2 separate regions of the Danio rerio genome follow, and region 1 is linked to region 2. Evidence: chromatin contacts called from public Hi-C data. All regions are on one chromosome and are shown on one strand. The core of a region is the stretch at or near the end of the contact, and the rest is flanking DNA. Distances in the headings are between cores, read along the strand shown.

The links. A called contact is a pair of places that touch in the nucleus more often than the background predicts.
Region 1: a Hi-C map of embryo shows a contact between it and region 2, with 3 times the contacts expected there. The contact joins two enhancer-like sites. A contact is called at or near these places in 2 of 18 Hi-C or Micro-C datasets (both in embryo).

Annotation. Positions count from the first base shown.
Region 1 is chr7:21,008,481-21,015,765 of GRCz12tu, forward strand. It overlaps efnb3b (ephrin-B3b), which reads left to right. Exons shown (of 5, transcript NM_131806.1): 2 at 5,848-6,143. Among named protein-coding and RNA genes, the nearest start is that of efnb3b, 72 kb to the left of the region's middle. Within about 2 kb of position 3,506, at least 6 of the 62 cell types and tissues checked have an H3K27ac peak or open chromatin away from gene starts, as enhancers often do.
Region 2 is chr7:20,955,689-20,962,973 of GRCz12tu, forward strand. The region is part of intron 1 of efnb3b (ephrin-B3b); the gene reads left to right. Among named protein-coding and RNA genes, the nearest start is that of efnb3b, 19 kb to the left of the region's middle. Within about 2 kb of position 5,088, at least 11 of the 62 cell types and tissues checked have an H3K27ac peak or open chromatin away from gene starts, as enhancers often do.

The sequences.
Region 1 (7,285 bases), core at 2,256-4,755, 51 kb after region 2:
TGGTGTTTACGATTGATTTTATAGCACCAAGTTAAACTTTCTGACACCTATACAGCAATCAAATACGTAAAACATTAATACAGGCCGCAACTGAACATTGAAAATAATCTCTGATTGGCAGCCTCCAAAATTAAACCCAGAATAGACTTGTGCTGAAAACATTGTATCCACCAGTCTCTTTTGCCGAGGTTAATATTATATTATTATTAATATAATATTAATAATAATATAATAATTAATAAATTACTAAAAAAATTATATGATTATTAGACTGTTTTTGTGTTGTCAATATGCTCATGTTTATGTAGACGTTTTGTTGTGTGCGCAATGTATTTATATTTATAACTTCCTCTGAGGAATTTGCAGGTTGCGATTTACTGGAATTGTTATTTTAGCGGCTGCAAGCTGAAAAGTTTGGGAACTCCTGACGTATAGTACATTATCTGGGACACAACTTATATTAATAGGCCTAGTTGTTGTGTTGCCTGGCAACTTTAAAGACAATTACAGTAACGAACAAAATGACTTGTTCTTCTAATTGTTAGCATTACTAATAAAAAACAAATAATTTACCACACTTTGCTGGAGAATTAGGGATGTTTTAGGCAATTTGTGTTGCATTGTCTCTAATAACACCCTTAAAAATGCTAACACGTATCCTCTAATGGCTTATTGTTTAATATCCCGCTAGTAATGTGTGATGTAGTGAACTTGCAGTGAGTTCGGCTAAATGCTGTTCTGTCACGCTGACACGGAGGGCGTGAGAGGGAGGGAAGAAGAGAGAAGGTGTGAATGTGGTGATAAAGGCCAGGATTCTTCTACTGGGTCTCAGCTGAGAGTTCAGTGGGTTAGAGCAGACCAGCGTGACCATGTCAACAACTGAGTGAGCGCCTCTCTTATCTCCGGCATCCTCTGCCCGCTCGCTTTCTTCTCGCTCTGTGTCCACCTGTTTTTTTCCCCTCCTTCATTGTTCGTCTCTGTTTACTCTTTTCCTTTAGGTTTCGTAAGCTATTTTATCTCTCATTCACCCCTTTCATTTGCTCCTCTGATCCGCAACACCTCTCTCTCTCTCTCTCTCTCTCTCTCTCTTTCTGTGTGTTCTTTCTATTCTCCAAATCAAGTCTACTGTGACGGTGTCTGCGATGAACCAGATAAAAATCTACCTAACAGAATGCGTATGCAAAAAAATGTCTTTTGCATCTGCAGGATGTTTTGGTACTTTTGTTTGTCTGTTTTCCGGTGTGTGTGTCTATATTGTCTACCTGAGGAGGAAAAAAAAAACTCTCTTAGCAACGGCTTGTGCCTGTGTTTTGTTTTGGCTGAAGGACATGTTAAAGGAAAGCTGTTAAATGAAGCTCATTCAGCAGTGTCGGCCTCCTAATGTGGACTTGTCCATTAGTTGTTTTTTCCAGAATCGCCATTGCAGGAACAAAACAAACGTTTTATACATGTTGGCATGCTGTGGTAAAGTAAAAGACGTGATGTAATGCTGAGTTCTGGTTTTGCTGGGAAGTTATGAGTTTGGAGATTGTAATTGCTGTATCACATGATGTAAGTTTGAGTGATTTCAGACAGAAAAGAATGGACTGACAGGACAGTCATCATATATATTCATCTCTATATGACCTTTTTGACAAAACCACAATGTTTTTATGTGCTAATGGAACAATGTAGAGCAAAGGATGCTTATTATATGTATCATTAAGGCTTGGTCTGAATTTGAACTGTAGTTTGGCAGGAGAGAATGATTAGTATGCAAGTTTAGCATATTACAGTCATTTCTGAAGGATCTTTATTGATGCTAAAAATTTAGCTTGGACATCAAAGGAAAAAATGACATTTTAAGATATATTCACTTGGAATATAGTTATAACAAATTGTGATTCTCCTTTTGGTGTACATGTACTGGCAATGTGTGAAATCCGGCGTGCCTGGGAAACAAATCGATTACCTAAAACCGAATGTCAAAGGATGGAATAATTGCTACTTTATACATTGCCTAGGCATTCTATTGAATGCAGTATGTAACTGGCCTACCCCCGCCATTTTTCCCGCCACTGATGTTGGAGGGGGCACTTGGGTCATTGTTTGATGTTGCCGATCGAAGCATGTGAGTGTTGAACGTTATTGTAAGACAGCGTATTGCTAACGAGGTTACGAGGTTCCACTACACCACATCACAGATAATATTGTAACAGATAATTCAATCTCAATTCTGCTGTCATTGTTTTTTTCGTAAGAACATCATACAGAAATGCTTTATTTCGTATTCCTTCCACTTTAAAATACGTAATGTCAATAAAGGCTTTTGTTGTGCTCTTCTGACAGTTTGCCTAAATGATATTTGTCATTCTATATAATGCATTGGAATTGAATGCCTAGGAAAAGTATAAAAAATCTTTACAAAAAACTTATATTTCATATTTTGCCTAAAAACATTAGCCATTCTATACATTTCCTAGGTGTTCTATACAATTCCGAGATTTCACACATTGCCCGTAGCATACATAAATACACTACCTGACAAAAGTCTTGTTGTCGATTCCAGTTGTAAGAGCAACAAATAATAACTTGACTTCTAGTTGATCATTCAAAAAAGTGGCAGAAGGTAGATTTTTCCTATGAATTATCTATTAAACTGCATCTCACACATCACATCACATCACATCTCACATCATCACATATACTGCAGAAGACCTAGTGGAACCCGCATGGACCCAAGATTCTCACAGAAATCAGTCAAGTTTGTTGATAGAAAAATCATGGTTTGGGTTTACATTTAGTATGGGGGCATGCAATAGATTTGCTGGGTGGATCATCAACAGCCTGAGGTATCAAGACATCTGTGCTGCCATTACATTACAAACCAGGAGAGAGGGCAAATTCTCCAGCAGGATAGCGCTCCTTCTCATACTTCAAATCAAAGTTCCTGAATGCAAAGAAGGTCAAGGTGCTCCAAGATTGGCAAGCCCGGTCACCGGATATGAATACTATTGAGCATGCCTGGGGTAAGATGAAGGAGGATAATCCAAAGAATCTTGATGAATTCTAGAAGTCCTGCAAGAACAGTTTTGGTAAAATAAGTATAATTTAAAGGCCTTTACCTTTCATATAAGCCACTTTTGATACCAAATGGTTAACTAGATATCAAGTTATACTTTTGATTAAAGCAGCATTTTTAAAAGAGACCTCTTTCACAAACAAATAAAATTCCTTTACTGACCTTAATTAATTTATTTTTTTTACCAGCATTCCACTTACTATTCACTATACTTTAAAACTAAAAACTCCAAAAAGCCAACAACTCTCAACCGCTAATACTTAAGCTGTGTTGAACCCAAAAAATTCCTTTTAAGTTGTGTGTGTGTGTGTGTGCATGGGTGGGTGGGTATCGGTCAGTCTAATTGTGGTACGTGAAGTGAGTGTTGAGTGTGTGTCGAGTGTCTGTTCTCTCCACTGTAAGAGCTGCTGATAACCTTTCTAACCTGTGTGAGAAGGACAGGAAACTCTTCACCCAATGGAATGCCACACACACACACGCACAAGCCTTTTTTCCCTCCTCACACACTCTGCTTTTGTGTCTTAAGAACAGAAGCAACTAGCTTTAATAAACATGCCCCAGATTTCCATTCTATGGTAATGTATAATGGATCCTCCCGTCATTACGTGAAAGTATTTCCTTATTTCTTTTCAGATGTAAACATGCGGCCCGACTGCCTTAATTTGTTTTCATGTAAATAGCCGTTGGTGTGGCTGGCTGTTTAGAGATGATGATAAAATGGTAATTAGCGTCTGCGAGTCGTTTAGTCATTTGTTTACATAGAAAGAATTCAAAGGAAACTCCCTGAGATTCGGCAACAGCCAAGTTCTCCTGGAAATTGGAAGCTTTTATGCGGGTCCTCGGCTGTGCTTTGATCTGACATGGTTTCCTTTGGAAACAAGCATCTCGGGGTGGGATTTGGATCCGGACTTGCCTATTCATTCTCATTAGAGTCACTTGTTGAAGATGCAAGAATGGAGCATCATATCGGTGCAAATGCAGTCGTCAAAAACCTTGAAGTCTCACCACCTTCGGATGATTTACACAGCGGAAAAGAGCACTTTCATTGGGGCTTTGAATAAACAGGAAGAGAGAGAGGCGAACAGGGTAGATGAATGAAGTGTAAACGAAGAGGATGGGTTTCTACTTGTAGGCAAGGTGATTTAGCGAATAAAGAAACCCAGGGAGAGTGTGGTTGAATCCACACCTGCTCCAGTAAATGCCAGCCGGTTCCCGAGGCTGCCAGCGAACCCACAGACATTTTCAGGAGAAGTGTATGCTTCTGTCAGCAAATGTCCTGAAGCGAGAGGTTATAGCGGCGCATTAAGCCAGTCATTCGCATCTTATGATGCATCCATGGCCTCTTTTCTGAACCATATAATTGACAGGTTTTTGCAGGTCTGCCCTGCCACAAACAAACACCAGCCTAAAAATATGAACACTTATTGTGTATGGTGCTCAGTATTTATAACGTTTTAAAATTTCGCTGATTCATCGAAAATAAAGTTAGCGCATAGGTTATTTTAAGAACATTTTATTGCTTTATAGTAATGTGTTTTGAAATAAATCTGGATGTTTGGTGATCAAAATAAAAAAAATACTTATAAAAAAAAAAAAAGACAGTAGTTTACATACCAAAATAAAGCTTGCGTTAAAATAAAAGGAAAAAAAAAAGATTGATTCAATTTTTAATTAAGCACCATTCAACACTATAAACCGCAGTTGGTTCGCTTACTTTAAAAAGTGAGCAAATACGTTGCCTTAAAAGTGTCAGGTTTACTTTTAAAAGCTAGTAAACCTGTTGTAACATGCAACTGTTATGTTGATAAAACGTCATTTTTATTGATATCAACGTCCCAATTCGCATTGCTTGTACTACGCCCCAAAAGTATGCACTTTTTTGTGAAGGAAAAGTATAAACTTTTGAGTGTGTGACAGAAGAGTATGCAAGCTTTAGGACATACTACTTCCTCATTAACATCATTATGTACTTAGCCCTGTCAATCATCCACACATCATCCATACTTCTTTCATATTTCATTTATTACCTTATTGGAGAAGCAACAGCAGCAGGATAATCTGCCATTCACAAGTCTTTCATGCAGAGAAATCCCCTCAGGTCTTTGGATAATCATGCGTTCAGACGTTAATATTCCAACACATCTTAATATAAGTTTACATTGTTGTTGCAGAAGAAATGTAACACGGGAACCATTATTTAAACGTCTTCCAGTGTGCTAGATTAACAATCATTCAAATATCTTTACTGAAGCGGTTGGTCTCGCCCGTCTGCCATGTTTGTAGTTTGTTTACACTTTTTACCCGAATTTGTAGCTCTAATCAAATTCATGTCCAATGCGCAATGTACTATGGGAAATATCAACGGTAGAGTATGGACACTTTCCCAGAGATGGGTGTGGCTGGAAGGGCATGCGCTGCGTAAAAACTTGCTGGATAAGTTGGCGGTTCATTCCGCTGTGGCGACCCCGGATAAATGAAGGGACTAAGCCAACAAGAAAATGAATGAATGAGTATGGACACTTACAGTATATACTTTTAAAATAGTAAACCATCTGGGAATTTTTGGCATGCTCTTTTAAACATACTACAATTTGGGACATACTATTTCTATTTTCGAATACTATTTCAGACTGATAGTATGCAAATTGGGAAGCAGCGAATATCTGGACATTTATTAATACTTATTCATAATTAAAATTCAATTTGAGGAATTCATTTATTTGCCAGTGAATGTATGTTTTTTACCGTAATGCCATTACATTCTCTCTCGTTTCCTCTTTCTACAGGTTTAGTGACGATAAGGGTTATGTCCTGTACCCTCAAATTGGTGATCGTCTGGATCTCATTTGCCCGTCTTCAGATCCGCCTGGCCCTCGTGCCCCTGCTGATTATGAGTACTATAAACTGTACCTGGTTTCGTCTCGGGAGCAGGCAGACAGGTGTGAAGTGACCGGAGCCCCGAACCTGCTTCTCACCTGCGATAAACCCAACAGCGACATGCGCTTCACCATCAAGTTTCAGGAGTACTCGCCAAACCTGTGGGGCCACGAGTTTAAGACCAACCACGACTACTTCATCATCGGTGAGTCCGTGCAAATGTGTGATGTGAATCAAAATGTTTAGATTATTCAAGCCTAGAGTTGATTTAGCTAACGCCCTTGTTTATTGTTTTAATCCATGTTAGAAGAGATGGAATGATTTCATTATCACGGTTTGGTTTGTTTAGCTTCAGACTACTCAGTGAAGTCACGATGGGATTTGGCTGATTGTGACTTTATCAAATGGAACAATCTCGCTCTGGGTCGAGTTACTAAGGGTTGTTTTTAAAACAGTGCACAGTAGCTTGATGGAAATGAGGGCAACAGAAGCCTGTCAACATCAACATTTCAGAAAGTGGATTTGACGCTGGGGAAGTCCTGACACCCTTAGGCCCAAACATGTAATGGCCATGTTTTTAGTGCCAATTGCTAGTATTTATACAGTGATGGAAAACCTGGAATTTTAATTGATTTTCCAATCTGGCCAAGTCATTGGAAGTGTGATTAAAATCTTAAAAGTTATGGAAAAGCCCTATAACATTTAAGCGATTATATGCCTGACTCCCCCATCAAAGCACTCTCAAATCTCAGGACTTTTTTTCTGACACATTTGTACCATAAAAGTGTAGTTCTAGAAACTTGAAGCCGTCATCTTACTTTCATAGTCTGGTATTGTTCCAAGATGCATATTCAGCTGGAAAAAATGTAGGACTGGACTCAATTTTATCCACCAGGAATTAATTGGATCACGAATTTGGACACAAGTGCAACTCTGGTGCTAGAGTGCACCAATGAATCATTCAGAATATAACCATGTGTCGTAGGAAAGAAAACCCAGTTACATTTTTTGAATATACACTACCTTTCCAAGCTTTGTGGGTCAATATGATTGTTTAAAAATACATAATACAGTAAGAACCGGGGTATTATTTCAATTGAAAATGTCTTTTACATTTTAGCATATTTTAAAATGAGGTTATTGCATTTGATGCTGAATTTTCAGCACAATGATTCAGTTTTTCAGTGTCACTGTGCTTCAGAAATCATTCTAAAAAAATCATCTGATGCTTAACAAACTACTCGTTACTAAACAAAGTGCATACACACCCTAGCAAAACCTGGTTGTTAATTTGCATTTTAAGTGCATAATCCTGATCTGTACACAGAGTTAAGTCATTTATAGGAG
Region 2 (7,285 bases), core at 3,838-6,337:
ACCAGCAGCGCCGCTTCCTGTCATTGTCACTGATTGCTTTTTTTACGTGGACAAAACAAATGATGGAGACTGTAATTACTACCGTCAACAGTTGTAATCAGTGCTGAATCAGTTCCCTTAAAGGAGTTGTTCATCCAAAAATCAGCGTTCTGTCATCAATTACTCACCATCGTGCCGTTTAAAAGCCATTTCTCTTACGCTCTTTGTGGAAAACCTAAACTGGATACAGACTATTGGGAGTGCACAATGCTCCTAATACATACCACATTGGCAGGGCCAGACAGAATCTGTAGACATTCTTTTGCTGTTTCTTCACAGAATTTTTGGTCACACTTTATTTTGATGGTCCGTTTGTTGAATTTAGTTACATTGCATCTACATGTCCTCTAATTCTCATTAGATTTTAAGCAGACTGTTAGGTTGCGGTTAGGGTTAGTGTAAGTTGACATGTACTTGCAAAGTTTCTTAGTCAGTTAAATGTCTGTTAAAGGAGCATATCAACAGATATTTAGCAGACAGTCTACTAATACAAATTTTTGTGCAATGATTTTTAGAGTATAGTAACTTAACATGAAATTAAAATTAAATAATTGTCTTTTTAACTTTAGTTTAAGGTTTACAATGGAAATCAAACAAACAAAGTGAGGCTCTCACATAATTAATAATAATAATAACAACAACAACAACAACAACAACAACAATAATAATAATACATTTTATTTATAGTGTGCTTTTCTCAAAAGCACACTATAAATAACCCAAAAGCGCTACAAGGCATACAAGGCAAACATTAACAAAGCAAAAAAAAAAAAAAAAGCTGCAAAAACACCCCAATAAGACAATAAATATAAACAATAAAATTGTATAATTAAATTGACAAAAATAATCAACCTAAATTAAAAGCAATGATTAAAAGGTGAGTCTTAAGAAGTTTCTTAAAACAGTCCAGAGAAGCGACATTCCTAGTGCTGATGGACAGGGCCAGACAGAATCTGTGGACATTTTTTACTATTTCTTTTGAGAATTATGTGAAAAAAATCTGTAGATTTATGCGGAATTATTTTAGAAATATTATAACTTAAAGCTTAATATATAAATAAAAAAAATCCATATAACTTTTATTTAATGTTTACAATGCAAATCCATGTAGATCCACTTATTTTGTAAAAATAAAAACATTATTCAATAATATTCCTGAAATGAATGTAAAACCTGAATTAATATACAGTTGAAGTCAAAATTGTAAGCCCTCCTGTGATATTTTTTCTTCTGGAAAAAGACTTGTTTGTTTTATTTTGGCTAGAATAAAAGCAGTTTTTAACTTAAAGAAAAAAAAAGTTTTAAGTCAATATCATTATGCCTCTTAGGGCATATACAGGGGGGCTAATAAATCTGGAGGGCTAATAATTCTGACTTCAACTGTACATTTACACAAGCAAACCAATAGACTGATTGAAAACTCTTTGAGAAATGTGTCCGCACAAATTACTATGGCTTTCATATTGGTTATAAGACAGTACTGATATGGATTGATATTGGATATATTGGTAACACCACATTAGCTGGTTCCGTTAAAGTATTAAAGCAGTAACTAACCCAGAAACTCCATGTTTTGATGCTGACTGTAATATCAGATGACACGCCATTGTTTTTGGGCTCCCATGCTCAGTTCAGCGTAATGTGTTCCTCAGAAGTGTGAGATGTGTCAAGCATTAGTGTGTGTGTGTGTGTTGCAGAGGCTGGCAGGACTGCAGGCGGGTGATGGGGGCGTCAGGGTGAACCCTGTATTCATGAGCTGGGTGGCAGCTTCAGTTTAGCCCCCGGTCCCGATGCCATGTTTTAATATCGCTTCAGTATTTCAGCTGCATTTCCTATAATTCAAGCCAGCCTTGAGATGCACTTCTGAGCGCAGTTGGCTTTGAGTTTCACCCCATTTCTCTCTCTCTCCCTCTCTGTTTCTTTCCTATCTGGAGAAAAGCTTTAACGCATATGTCTGTTTAAAAAAAAAAAAAATGTTATAGCTCAGAGCGCTGGATCAAGTCCAACTTCAGGGGTTAAATTTCCTAGGAGGCCGGACTCCCTCTCCTTCCCTCAGTAGCGAATCACTCGCTTTTCTGGAGTCTCTCCCTTTAGAACAAAAGAGGTCTCCACTGAAAGACCTCAGAAACACTCACACAAACATCTTAACACATATACTGCTGCATAAACACTCAATCATTTGCCAAAAATTATGCCTCGCTCGATGAACCCTCCCGTTCTCCATTCCCCTCATTCTTTCACTCTCTCTTTCCATTAGTTTTGCTGTCTCTTAATCCATTCGCTCTCTCATGTTACACATTTGGCTCTCAGTTTGTGTGTGTGTGTGCTGGGTTTAAATAGTTGCTGGTGTTTCTTCACTTCATTGCTTGTCTTTTCAAAGTGGGTGGTTTGACGGGTTTGTGCCAGTCCGAACACCTCAAACACTCGCTCGCACAACATGTATGCTTTACTATTGATTTTTATAGGCACAAGTCCAGACCAGAAAGTTTTACATCCTATGATCTTTGTGTGTTTTTCCTTTCTGTGATAAATATTTTTGTTGAATGGGTTGAATTTGATTGTTTTCTGTTAGTCGGTTAACTCCGCGGTGATCTTGGATGTCATTCACATGTTGTTATATTAAGATTTCATAATGCTTAACCTTTAACCTTTCACTTGTTCAAAACCCATTTGAGTTTATTCTATTCATCTTAATAGAAGATATTTTGAAGAATGCTGGTTGCTGGCATCCATTGACTTCCATACTACAAAACAATTACTATGAAATTCAGTGGCTGCATTCTTCAAAATATCTTCTGTTCTGTTTAACGAAAGAAAGAAACTCATAAGATCACAGAGTATCCGCGGGGTCTTAAAAAGTCTCAATTTTAGGCTTTAAAAAGTCCTAAATGGACTGAAACATTGTGTTGTAGGTCTTAAATCATTTTACACGGGTCTTAATTTTCGTATGTTCATGTAAAGCTATACCCAATCTGGCCAACACCCATCCAATCACTATCAATCTGAAAAAAGCTTATTTATTAACTCTTATTTATTAAGTCTATGTTTCTATTTATAAACATTATTTAACTGTATCTTCCTTACAACTATATTTACTGTTTTAACTAGGCCATTAGAAAAAAATACTTAGCATTTAGCCATGTGTTGGTCTGACATTTCATTCATAATGGTCTTAAAAAGGTCTTTAAAAGTCTTAAATCTGACTTAATGAAACTTGTAGAAACCCTGAATCAGGAGGATTCAGGATTCAGAAACAGGTCTGTAGATAGGGGGAGTTCGGGTGGTTCGAAAGACCTACCCGCCACTGACAAAAGTGCAGAATTTGGCTCCTTTACAAGCTCATTTGTCCCATTTTTGACAGTATGCCACCAAATTGTGAAAATAACCGATAGAAGAAGGCTGTAAGACTGATTACATTTTTAATTATTCAAATGGACAAATTCTTACTGAGGAAATGAGCTGTCCAGTTTGTTATTTGCCTGTAGGCTATAGTTTTTAATTTAAGTTTAACCGATTCCTATATTTTCTTAATTGATGGATGATGATAAATTTGTATTTTAAATCATGCATATTTTCATATTTTTTTGTTCAAAATTTAAAATGTAAAATTCTAAGCTCATTACATTATTTATAAAACTGTAATGAATTTAAATGGACATTTGTAAATAAAGACTTTACTAAAATAAGCTGTGTTTCAATTCAGAGGCTGCATCCTCCGAAGGATGCATACTTCAAAGATGATTCCTTCGAAGTCCAAACAAGTCAAACGAGCCATATTGAAATGAGATGATCAACAGAAGTCGGATCTCGTCACTTAGCTACCATAACAGCAGGTGTTAATTAGCAGTGATAAAATTTAAGTGATTTTAAAACTTATTTTATTTTATGTACACAAACTCTATAAAATCACTTTTTAAGACATGTCATACTCTTTTTGAAATAAACCTAATTCATACATGTAATCCAGAGTTTTCTTTTAAAAAAAATTGTCCTGCCGTCATTAACGCGCAATAAATCTTGGGATGTTCGAGGCTGCAAATTATCCACTGGTTGTGTCCTTCATTACCGGGGAAACAAAGGATGCATTTTGAGGCTGCGTTTGAATTTTTTAAAAATGAGACAGCCTTCACCGCACCACAATGGCGCAGCACCCTTTGATTGCATCCTTCGGAGGATGCAGCCTCTGAAATGAGACTCAACTTAAGTATGGTAAGCACTTTGACAAAAATGTAGGGAATAATTTTGTTGCATCAAAAAAAGTGGTTATGATCACTATCCGACAAGCTAATCCAGTAAAAAGTTGTGCTTCAAATGTCACTAAAATGCTGTAACTCAAAATTTAATCAAAAATAAGGTGAATGACTGCAAAAAGATCCACTTTTTGAGAAAAAAGAACTAACCCTTTCAATAGGCTGGCTACAGACCTGTGATAAGGCAACTTTCATTTCTGGGTAAACTATTCTTTACTTAAAATTTCACTTTTTAGTCAGTTTAAATTCTGTACATAAACTATTTTTATTTTATGTTATTTATCTATTGGTTAAAAAAAAATTGAAAGATTCAATTATTGAAACTCTCTATTTGAAAACTGTTGTTTTGTTTTGTTACCTTTTGAGGTTTCTCGTTATATCTTAACACATTGTGTCTGAACCTCCCTTACCTGACATATAAAGCTGGTGTTTTGTTTTGAGATTTTCCTCTACAACTCCTCAGGTTGTGCCTGGACTTCTGTTTTTTTTTTTTTTTTTGAGATTTTCCTCCAGAACCCTTTAGATTGTGTCTGGCCTCTGAGAAAGTATTGGAGTGAATTAGCGAATTTGTTAGCGACTGTGTGACTCATAGCGACTCTCAATGCCGTACAGCTGGACTACAAGAAAATCAATCCTCTTTTACCTTTCTTTTACCCCGTCCTTCTGCACTTTTCTTTCTTTCTCTTTCCTCTGCCTCTTTCACTGTTGAGTTTCTCTGTGGCTCTCGGTTGGAGTCCAGCTGTAGTTTAACTCTGGAGCCACGGGAGGGAGAACAGATGGAGAGGTTTTCTTCTGTCCGACATCCTAAAGAAAGGGGGGTTAAAAATGCCAGGCAGAAGGGTTGGTGGGGGTTTGTGGAGCGGCGGAAACAAAGACTCCTCAAGCTTTTTATTGCACTGAAGTGATGGAGTGGTGTGTGTTTGTGGGTGGTTGTGTATATAGGGTTACTGTAAGTGTTTAGGTTCTATCTAGTGAATATTAAATTGGAAGTAAGATGTATGAAGATCATTTTAGCCAGGTTCATATTAGGTGTGAGGTTATGACAAAAGAAATTTATAAAATGAGTTAGGTTTAGTTTTATTTTATCCAAGTGTTTTTTTGCCATCATCAATAAATATTATTGACCTAAACAGCTGATTTATTCCATACCTGCCAACATTCGAATCCTAAAATCCAGGAGATTTTCTCAGGGAGTGAAGAGCTGGGGGGAAAGGTGAGGTGTGCACGAACTAAAAGGCAGGGAGCTGGTATGGGGATGGCTGTGAGTTGGGTTTGGTGCGCATGGGGACAGTCCCGTACTGTATCCGGGAGATAGAACAGTACGGGAGATGGGCGGAAGATGGGTCTGAAATACGGGAGACTCCCGGGAAAAACGATTTGGGCCAGCAAGTCGCTGTTTTAATGAATGTTTCATTGAATTTGTCATTCAAGCGATTCTTTCAAAACAGCTGATTCATCCATGATTAGGGGGCAGCAAGTCGCTGCTTTAATTAATGTTTCATTGAATTTGTCATTCAAGTGATTCCTTCAGAACAGCTGATTCATCCACTATTGGGGCCAGCAAGTCACTGTTTATTGAATGAGTCATTAAATTTGTCATTTTAGCGATTTACTTCTAAACACCTGATTCATCCACGATTAGGGGACAGCAAATCGCTGTTTTATTGAATCATTCATTGAATTTGTCATTCAAGTGATTCCTTCATAACTGTGGATTAATATACCATTAGAGGGCAGCAAGTCGCTGTTTTAATGAATGATTCATTGAATTTGTCAGTCAAGTGATTCATTCAAAACAGCTGATTCATCCACAATTATTGTGCAGCAAGTTCCTATTTTAATAAATGATTAATTGAATTTGTATTCAAGCCATTCATTCAAAACAACCAATTAATCCACCATAAGTGAACAGCAAGTCCTTGTTTTAGTAAATGATTCATTGAACTTGTCGTTAAAGTAATTCTTTCAAAAGAGTCGATTCATCCACCAGTTTCAAATTCCAGTTTAAATAAATGATTCATTGAATTTGTCATTCAAAGGCTTCCTTCAAAACAGCTGATTCATCCACTATTAGGGAGGAGCAAGTCACTGTTTTAATCACTTTGTAATTTAAGCGATCCATTCAAGAGAGCTGATTCATATTGAAACAAACCAAAATGATGTCTTGTTGTACAGAATAAATAAAACATTTGCATTAAGCACACACTGACATTTGGAAAACTTTATTCTTGCTTGATTGATATAATCATACTAATCAAATCATAGCTCATGTATTGTTTGTTTTCATAACTTGCCATTCTAAGGCTTCATCGAATAGTGAATGTTTTTGACAAACGAGTGACAAAGTCAATAATTTCAGCTGACAGATTCTTAAAACAACCAATAAGAATTTATCATAGACAATATAAACTATGCACCCCTTCATATGTGCTTTCAGCATACTTAAATTCATGAATTTTGACTGTTGTTGAGGTTGTTTGGTATATTCATCTCCTTTAAAACAGAAGACATGCTGTTTGCTGCTGTCTTATATTCACAAGTTTCTACATGCGAGTACAAGGAAGTTATATCAATTTAATAATTATGAAAGCCAAAGATTTGCATTTTAAAAGATGTTGTTGTTTTTTTAAATGAAGCTGCGGTTAGGTGTTCAGAGGAATCATGTCTGATTGGTTCGTCGGGAAACCAACTGTTCAGACTATAAACAGATATTGTGATTTAATGCCTTTAAACACGCAATCAGTGACTTTGTTTTGCGTTCTCTGAAAATGTAAGCACATGTGGCCCCATCATATGTGACGCCACGCACACACACACACACACTTGCAGACACACTCAGGGCTGGATGTTTAGAACGAGTGGGACAGTGTGTCTTGTTTAATATAGTGCAACACACACACTATCAATTACTTTTTAGCTTGGCATTCCAGAGTTTTGGTTTGTGCATGTATTTCTACCCACCTGGTTCATGTTAGTCTCTCTCTCTCCCTGCCTCG